2 separate regions of the Sparus aurata genome follow, and region 1 is linked to region 2. Evidence: chromatin contacts called from public Hi-C data. All regions are on one chromosome and are shown on one strand. The core of a region is the stretch at or near the end of the contact, and the rest is flanking DNA. Distances in the headings are between cores, read along the strand shown.

Region 1 (4,222 bases), core at 278-2,777, 240 kb after region 2:
AGATGCTGTCAGCATAACAGTTGTCAAAAAAAATAAATAAATAAAAATCTTAAAGCTGCTGTCTGAAACTTATGTGCAATACGGATGAAAGACATTTTTATAACTGTTTCTGGTGGTCACATATGTGTTCTGTAACAACAGTGTTAATCAGTGGCTTGATCTCTGAAAGACAGGGACATAATGATACATGTTATTATGGTTTGTTAAATACATTTCAGAACATGCAGGTATATGTGAATTATGGTCTGTGAAATTTGACATCTGCACCCATTTAACACATTATGTTGTATAATGATCAAACATGCTTATTGCTTACTTACTAACAGGGGACACTCATTGAGTCTGACATATGTTCACATTTATCCAAGATTATATCAAAATTCTAACGGTGTAGCTGACAGTATGCCTCCGGTCGAACATCTTGCACTATCTGCCAGACCCTGTTGAATTTTTCATGTGTCATTTTGATGTATGCCCCATAGGCGGGCATCATATTAGGACACACACTTAGTAAATGTTTCTCTTACTGTGAGTTATGTATAAGTACAACAGCTGAGTAGCCTAATTCTTACACTTTTCCCTTCCCTTGCAACTTCAGACAACCTGGTGTTAATAACAGCGATGGAATGTAAGCAAGTACGTTCACTCAATTTCTGTACTAAAGTTTTGAGTTAGGCCTACTTGTACTTAACATTTTCTGCTAACTTATTTTTTCCACCCTTCTACATTTTCGAAGCAGATATTGTACATTTTATTCATTTATTTGATAACTTACTTACTTTTCATATTGCATACTGTATCAGAATAAAAGTAGTGCATTATTTTATTAATTTATTGGAATTCAGAACAAAGACGAAATCAGATACGTTGTATAAAGTAACCAAAATATATGATGATATAAATTAATTCAAAAAAGCAGTTCTCCGGCTCTGATGCATTATGTAACCTGCATATATGTAAGCAAAGTAACCTGCTACTAAAGTTATTACATTAATGTAGAACAGTAAAAGTGCAATATTTGTCTTAAAAATATCATGGAGTGGAATTATACAGCAGAGTAGTAGAAACAGAAGAGAAAAACTCAAGTCAAGTAGAAGAATACCTCACTACAATGACTTAGTAGTACTAGGCTACATTTATGTAGTCATTGGATACGATAATCTGTTGACCCATACCATACAGAATATACACACATTTAAATATAGCTTATGTGTGATTTATTTTTATTTGTACTTCTGATATTTAAGTACATTTATTGCCAAAAACGACTTTTAATACTTAAGTAACCTACATTTACCAGATACTTGTGGACTTTACTCACATACTAGTAAATCCAAAAGTAATATTTTAAAACCATATATTTACTTTTACGCAAGTATGAGGTTTGAGTATTTATTTTATTTTTTATTTTTACAACACTGGTTAATACTAAACTATAGTTTCAAAGGTAAGAACATCAATCCTGTCGCTGTAGCTTCCGTACAGGACAAAGTGGAAGTGGAACCTTCGTTACCCTTGCGTTTTAAAGGGGACTAAAAACAGCGTCGGACTGATATGGGCGTGGTTGAGCTTTCCTCTTTTGAAGGTAAACGACTGGCGTGACTGTCAGAGTGAGTTTCTATTAACTTGGCTTGTTTATTATCTAGAAAACCTTACATTCATAATTTACCAAGTGTATAGCGATACGTAGAGCTAGCAATGCTCGAGCTGAGTTTGATGTTAACATTCGCCTTTTAGCTAACAATAAAACTTTTCTCTCAAATCATGAATGCAGCTTTCCCAAGTTAGCTAGCCAGATGTAACGTTAAATAGCTGCCGGTAAAAATAAAGTTGAACTATGCCTTTGTAGCAGAAAAACAGATGAACTCATTAGTGTGATATCATTTTCTTTGAAGCGCGTACGTTAGCAAGTCAGCGTCAAGTGCCGCCCATTTCCAAAAGACATTTGTCAGCTGAATTCGAGAGATAACGTCAGACAAGTTGATCTGACGTGACCTGCACCCACTCTCACATTGACACGCCCTCTGTCCTTAACTTAAGTTTTTTTTGTTTCGTTTCGTCTTTTAGTTACTGGTTGAAGATTCGTGTGGTAAAGCGCGCAGGAGCCATGCCTTTCCTCCACGGGTTTCGTAGGATCATTTATGAGTATCAGCCGCTGGTGGACGCTGTCATGAGTGTGGTCGGACTGGAGGAAGTAGATGGTGGACACAATCGCAGGTGATACTGAAGCCACAGTTTTATTCGACAGTCAGCTGGAAGGTGTTGCTCTGTTGTTTAATTGTCTGTTGTAGATATTTACACTGAAGCCACTGTGTCATAACCGCAGCCAGTGCTAAATGCAATTTGATGGAAACACTGGTGGCGTTTCATACATTTACACAAGTCTGCTCTGTGCAGCTCTCTGGTGGAGCTTCTGGAGCGGGAGTCCCAGTCTGAGGTGTTTGTGGAAGGCATCAGCTATGCTCTGTTTAAGGTGGCCGAGCAGGGGCTGGCGTACGCTGCTGAAATCCTTCTACGCTTTGGGGCTGATCTAAACTTTGAAGGTGAGAAATGATGTGTGAGGATGCTTTAAATACATTGTACAAGCACATGGAAAAAGGAGCTGTCAGCCGGAGAAGCCAGTCTACTTATATGAGCTATTCTGGATGATGCGCTCAATCAGCATTTCTGTTACACTGAGGCCCTGTTCCCACCTGGTATCATCATCTGTTCTGAGTGATCCGATCACAAGCGGACACCTCTAAGTGCATCTGTTCCCATCTGGCATAAACATGCGTCTCCACATGTGTCTCCAGTGGTGATTGGATCCCTCTTCCCCGTTCTATATGCAAATAAACACATGCATCATTCCCATTTTGTAAAGATCAAAAGTGTATTTTTTGGCAAATGCACTTAACCGTGTCTAGTCGACCAGAAAAAAGAAGACGAAGGCCCTTCTTGTCTGCCGAAAATTAAAAGAAGAACACCAACTGGAGATGAGAAAAAGTATACTCAGGCTTCTTTGTACACTCAGTTTTATGCATATTTGAGTGATCCCCGTGAATTCTGTCACCTCTGTAAATTGAGTGCAGCACAATCACTGAACAATACGTTAGCCTTAATGTTAATTTATTGTTTGGTTTGGCCAAGAAAATAAAGTTGAACTACGTCATGTGAGCATAAATAGCAGAAACATTCATTAGTATAATTTGGTTTTCTGTAAAGCGTAAACATTAGTCGCACTCCCTCTACATCTGGGACTTGTTTCTGTTTCATCATCTCCAGTTGTACAGCCCCAGGGCCAATAGCACGTGGCACATTACCGAGAATATAAAAATAAAATAAAAACAAACAATAGTTTTTTAGGGAAATATACTTTTCATAAAAAAGATGTACATGGTACATCAGAATGTGAAGGTTTGTCTGAATCAGAATCAGATTTTGTCAGTGCAATAGTGTCCCAACTCTGCATGATGCAGTCCTAAAACTTTACAGGTGTAGTTGAGATCAAAATGATGGCTGCGGTCCAGCCCGTGAGTACCGACTACCACTCGTGGGCCGGATGTGGCCCTTTGACCATTTTGTGAGTAGATTCTTTGGCCCATTTATTTGTTCAGTATGTGGCTGAGCACATTATTGCTCTTATTAAATTTTCATCTATTATTTTCATTAAAAAGTTTTAACCTAGGCTTTTTAAGCAGAGGGAAGTTAAGAGAGTCAAACTGGCATTCTACTTATAAGATTAAAACTAATAAAGCAGAAAAAAAAGTCTCAAATCAAATCTGGCCTCTCGAACAAAAAGTTGAATATACCTGGGGTACGTCAACATATTGGCTTGCAGCCCGGCTGGTCTCTAGTTATCATTCTGATCAGTTATAATGACCCTCGAAAGGAATGAAACAGGAAATGTTTTTTGGTAGAACAAACACTTCGTCATTTTAATCAAGACAATTAAATGAAAGATTGCACCAAGAACATGAATAGATCTTCCATTTGCCCATTTTGTTCAAGGAACTGCAAGGATAAATTGGGCATATTCACTTCTCTATATACACTTGAGAAAATAAGCCTCCCGGTGGAAAGTGCAGCATGTCTTGCTGCTGTCATGAAACCTGCCAGGGCTCATCCAAACTCTGCTGTGGTGACCTCTAGTGGAAGCAAAAGTGCCTTTCCCCGGGGACATAATTAGTGGATCCTGGCAGAGGCAGCGTCATTCATCTTTTACTTTTCTTGAATGCCTCTT
Region 2 (4,138 bases), core at 103-2,602:
GCGCACCCTCAAATGGAGGATTTCGAGATACAAGACCTGCCACCTCAGCAGGGGACTGAAACTCTGCAGCATCTCTGAGCTCACAAGTGTGTCCTGCTGATTCAATGTGGGACCTACAATAAAACAAATATACAACTATGATTGGCTGGAGGGAAGACATGATGGTAACAGCAAGATAAATTGAACTATGTCTCAAAATTATTTGGTTTTATTAATCAAGTGTTTCACTGGTTATTGAGCATCACCTCCCTCAATCATGTTACAGCTGATTTAAAGCCAACGTACAGTAGAGAGTTCACAGGAACTTTATTTTCATGTAGCCATGTTTAGTAGTTAACTACAGTGCTACTGCCTCACATAGCGTCACTGTAGAAATCATGTTCATTGATAGAATGTAAAATAAATAATTAAGTACATGTACTCGAGTGCTATACTAATAACGAGAATCCAAAGCCTTCAGATATAATGGTAACACATTGACAGGTAACCTTATGGTGCACAATGGGTACTGTTGCTGTCATACCTCAAGTACATGTTGGGGATAATACTATTTTTAATGCAGTACTTTTACTTGAGAGTTGCCTACTTTCACAATGTTATGTTCACAAAGGTTATTAGCATTTGAACTACTTATTCTACTGCTAATGACTACCGTTAGCAACAGCTGTTGTAGCTAGCTACACTTAACGACAGTTTCAGTTACCTTATCCTCTCAGCTGTAGTGTGGTTCCCAGTTTGGGGACTAAGACAGGCAAGAAAGAGTAATTTCATTTCTTTAGTACAGGCTCTTGCGGGCTAACCTGTTAGAATGTACACATTAAAACAACAAAAGCAGAGGGGATAATGCAGCAAGCTGTGGCTCTGTGTGCCGTTTGAGTAGGCTCGCTATCCTCAACACCTATCACATTTCCTGAAACTCATGATTACACCCAGAGCTAGATGTGAGCACCATACGGCTAGCTCATTAGCTGGCAACGCTATGGGCAACGTACCCACGCTTGACATGTTTACAAGTCCGTCTCCTATTTGATCCCCCGGAAACACATGACGGTAGCACATACTGTACAGGCTCTGTTGACCCGTTTCAGTATGTAGTTTAATTTTTGGACCGAGACAACACAACACAAAACCCCAAGCCAGATCGTGACACGACTGACAGCACTAGAATCAGCGGTTACCAAAAAAAAAGAAAAGAAAAAACAACCACGCAACGACTTCCCTTTCTCGGTGTAACAAGGTTTGCACAAACGGAAGTAACTTCCAAATCACACGGATAAGGCTGATCGCGTTGCTTCAGTGGACACGTCCGGTCCGGTTCACCTACAGATCGTCTCCACAGCTACGCAACTTGTGACGGCTTGGTGACTGAGCGGTGTGTCACGCGACAGTACTGTGACACACTGTTTTCTGTTGACTTCCAGTTCTCCTTTGACGAAGTATTGACTTAAGCCGAGACAAAGTAAACATTTAAGCGCTGTGTTAATGGAGATAACTGAACACCACTGGGGCGTGCTTCAATAATTAAAGGTAATGTCAAACCAAACTCTTACCATGCTAGCGTTATGCTGAAGCTAGCTTACTTTAGGTCTTTTTAGTGGCTGTGTTGCATATGATAAGGAAGGGTTAGTTAGGCACAGCTAGCTGTTCTCTCTGTATGAGCTAACTTGTTTAACCTCCTCTGTATTTTATTTATAGGTTTGAACTCTTACTATACAAGAAGAACTTAAGTCACTGGAAGTTGGGAATGGCTAACAACAGGGATGCCAATGAGAGCACCCCTCTTTTGGACTCAGATTCTGGCCAAAGACCTTCACCACCATCCGTTTTCCAGGGAAGGAGACTGGCATGTGCAGCCATCCTGCTGGCTGAATCATTAGAAAGGATTGCATTCTACGGCATCACATCCAATCTTGTTCTTTTCCTCAATGGTAGCCCCTTTTATTGGGAGGGTACTCAGGCGAGCCAGGCACCTCTGATGTTCATGGGAGTTACTTATCTGATTTCACCATTTGGAGGCTGGTTGGCAGATGCTTACCTTGGGAAATTCTGGACAATAGCCGCAAGTTTGATCCTGTATTTTATCGGCATGCTGTTTTTCCCTTTCATTTCAAACGATGAAACCAGGATAAACCTATGTGGAGAAGAGATGGCGTTTCCTGTGCAACCTGCTGAGTGTCAGAACAGTACCAGTGCAAGCAATGTGACCTGCCCTATACGAGCCCCATATTGTGGCCCAGTAGTCTACACAGGACTTTTTTTGATTGCATTAGGTGTGGGTACTGTGAAGTCCAACATCACTCCCTTTGGGGCAGATCAGGTAAAGTATGGCCAGCACTTTCATATCACCAAGTGTGAACTAAAGAATGCAGAGAGGAGGTGAAATGGAGTTTGTTATAGAACCAGGCTGATCTCTGAGATTGGGTGTGCAGTGTGACATCATGTGAGACATGTGATGGGATTTCTATTGCACCGTGACAGTTTATTTAGACATGCATTCCCTTGATCGCCATGGCCCCTTTTAAGAATTTCCATTGCAAAGTTGCCACTGAGAAATCCTCTGTCTTTCTCTCAGTTAAACTAATGTACACACACAAACAACCAAAAACGATGCCTGAAATGGTACGTCCTACTAACAAGAAAACACTGGTCACTTATCTACAAGAAGCAGTCTCAAAAGTAGAAAAGTTAATCAATGTCATTGTTTTTCAAAATAATCTAACCCAGGTTGGGTAAAACCTTCCAAACGGAACTTGCAGGGTGAATATGATTAGCACTTGATTAGTACACACTACGCTTGTTAAAAGAGTGTCACGTTTCTGTCAATGCGCGCTTTGATCCTGCTCGAACACACACAATACGCAACATCAAGGACAATCCATACATTGCAGGGAAATATAAGAGAAACACAGAAATTGGTATAGCAGCACACAGCAGAAGCAAAATAGGGAATAAATCAGCTCTATTGTGCCAGTGATTGTCAAAAAGCCATTATGAAATCCTGGCAAAACAGGTTACTTTTTTGAGGAGTTAAGATGTAATATGAAGTACATCACTTAAAGGCACAATTTTCCCACTAATTCACCGCCAGCTGAAAGTCCTAATTAAGTGGCAGTGGGAGCTGTTAATACTTGAAATGCGTCTGGTTCAAGTAAAATTGTAGATTGCCTGTTACGTATGGCTTGATTTCTGACTAAGAAATAATTGCACCCTCGTGCAGTGGGAACACCGCTACAGTCACTGTTTTGAGTGTTATTTTGATGGAGTGCAGACATAAGATTAGAGTTTTAGTGGGGCTGCAGTAGGCCCTGAATGATATGGACATTTCAGGACACAGTTATCCTGTCCAACATAACTGCAATGCAGGATATTGTCCTCTTAATCATTAAAATATGCTTAAAACTCTGAAAACATACTCGATCACTTTAACCTTACATTTTGTTGGGAAACAAATATTTATTCTAAATGTTTTATTGCATCACTAATGGGACAAACTTATTATTTTAGGAAATAATCAATTAATCAAAGCATCTTAAATAATTACCATAAATAATGACACTCTCCTGCACAAATAAGGGATAACTAAATGGTGGTAACTTCATCTTGTTTTTTTAGTTTGGAATCTGTAATATTTACACACCCGATTTAACTTGATTTTATGGTGGATACTATGTGAACACATTGTTTTCAGCAATGCTGACAGGCCCAAGCAGTTGAAAGTAAATCATGAAACCAGTATAGGATTGTAAAACGGCAATCTAGACACATGCTTTTTAAAGTCATTTATCTGAGGATTTTCTGGATTATCTCAAGTCTGTTTATCACAATAGTGAAAATTATCGTGAGTGTCTTATTTTTAATCAAGATTCGCAATAAAATATTTTATGGTTTGCAGCTGATCTGTAAAATGGAGACTTTGGACATGAAATAAGACAGGATACAAAAGAAAGGAAACTGCTTTTTCTCCTATAACGAGTCACTGCAGATGTATTGTAATGTTTACTCGCCATATTCTGTATTTGATGAAGGTTCAACACTGAAAATGGATGGTAAATTAAATGTCCTATACTGACAAGACAAAAGGTTTGAGGGAACACAACCACTTACTCTGATTGATAATTTGTCAAGACTTAATGTACAG

Evidence for each region. A called contact is a pair of places that touch in the nucleus more often than the background predicts.
Region 1: a Hi-C map of skeletal muscle shows a contact between it and region 2, with 2.5 times the contacts expected there. The contact joins the promoter of asb6 here to the promoter of slc15a4 in region 2. A contact is called at or near these places in 2 of 2 Hi-C or Micro-C datasets (skeletal muscle and an unstated tissue).

The regions. Positions count from the first base shown.
Region 1 is chr5:7,620,261-7,624,482 of fSpaAur1.1, forward strand. asb6 (ankyrin repeat and SOCS box containing 6) reads left to right here and starts at 1,528. Exons shown (of 7, transcript XM_030418314.1): 1 at 1,528-1,610; 2 at 2,068-2,217; 3 at 2,398-2,543. The coding sequence starts at 2,108.
Region 2 is chr5:7,379,215-7,383,352 of fSpaAur1.1, forward strand. It overlaps slc15a4 (solute carrier family 15 member 4), which reads left to right and starts at 1,353. Exons shown (of 9, transcript XM_030416534.1): 1 at 1,353-1,527; 2 at 1,696-2,317. The coding sequence starts at 1,745. glt1d1 (glycosyltransferase 1 domain containing 1) reads right to left here and starts at 1,312. Exons shown (of 12, transcript XM_030416537.1): 1 at 704-1,312; 2 at 1-113. The coding sequence starts at 771.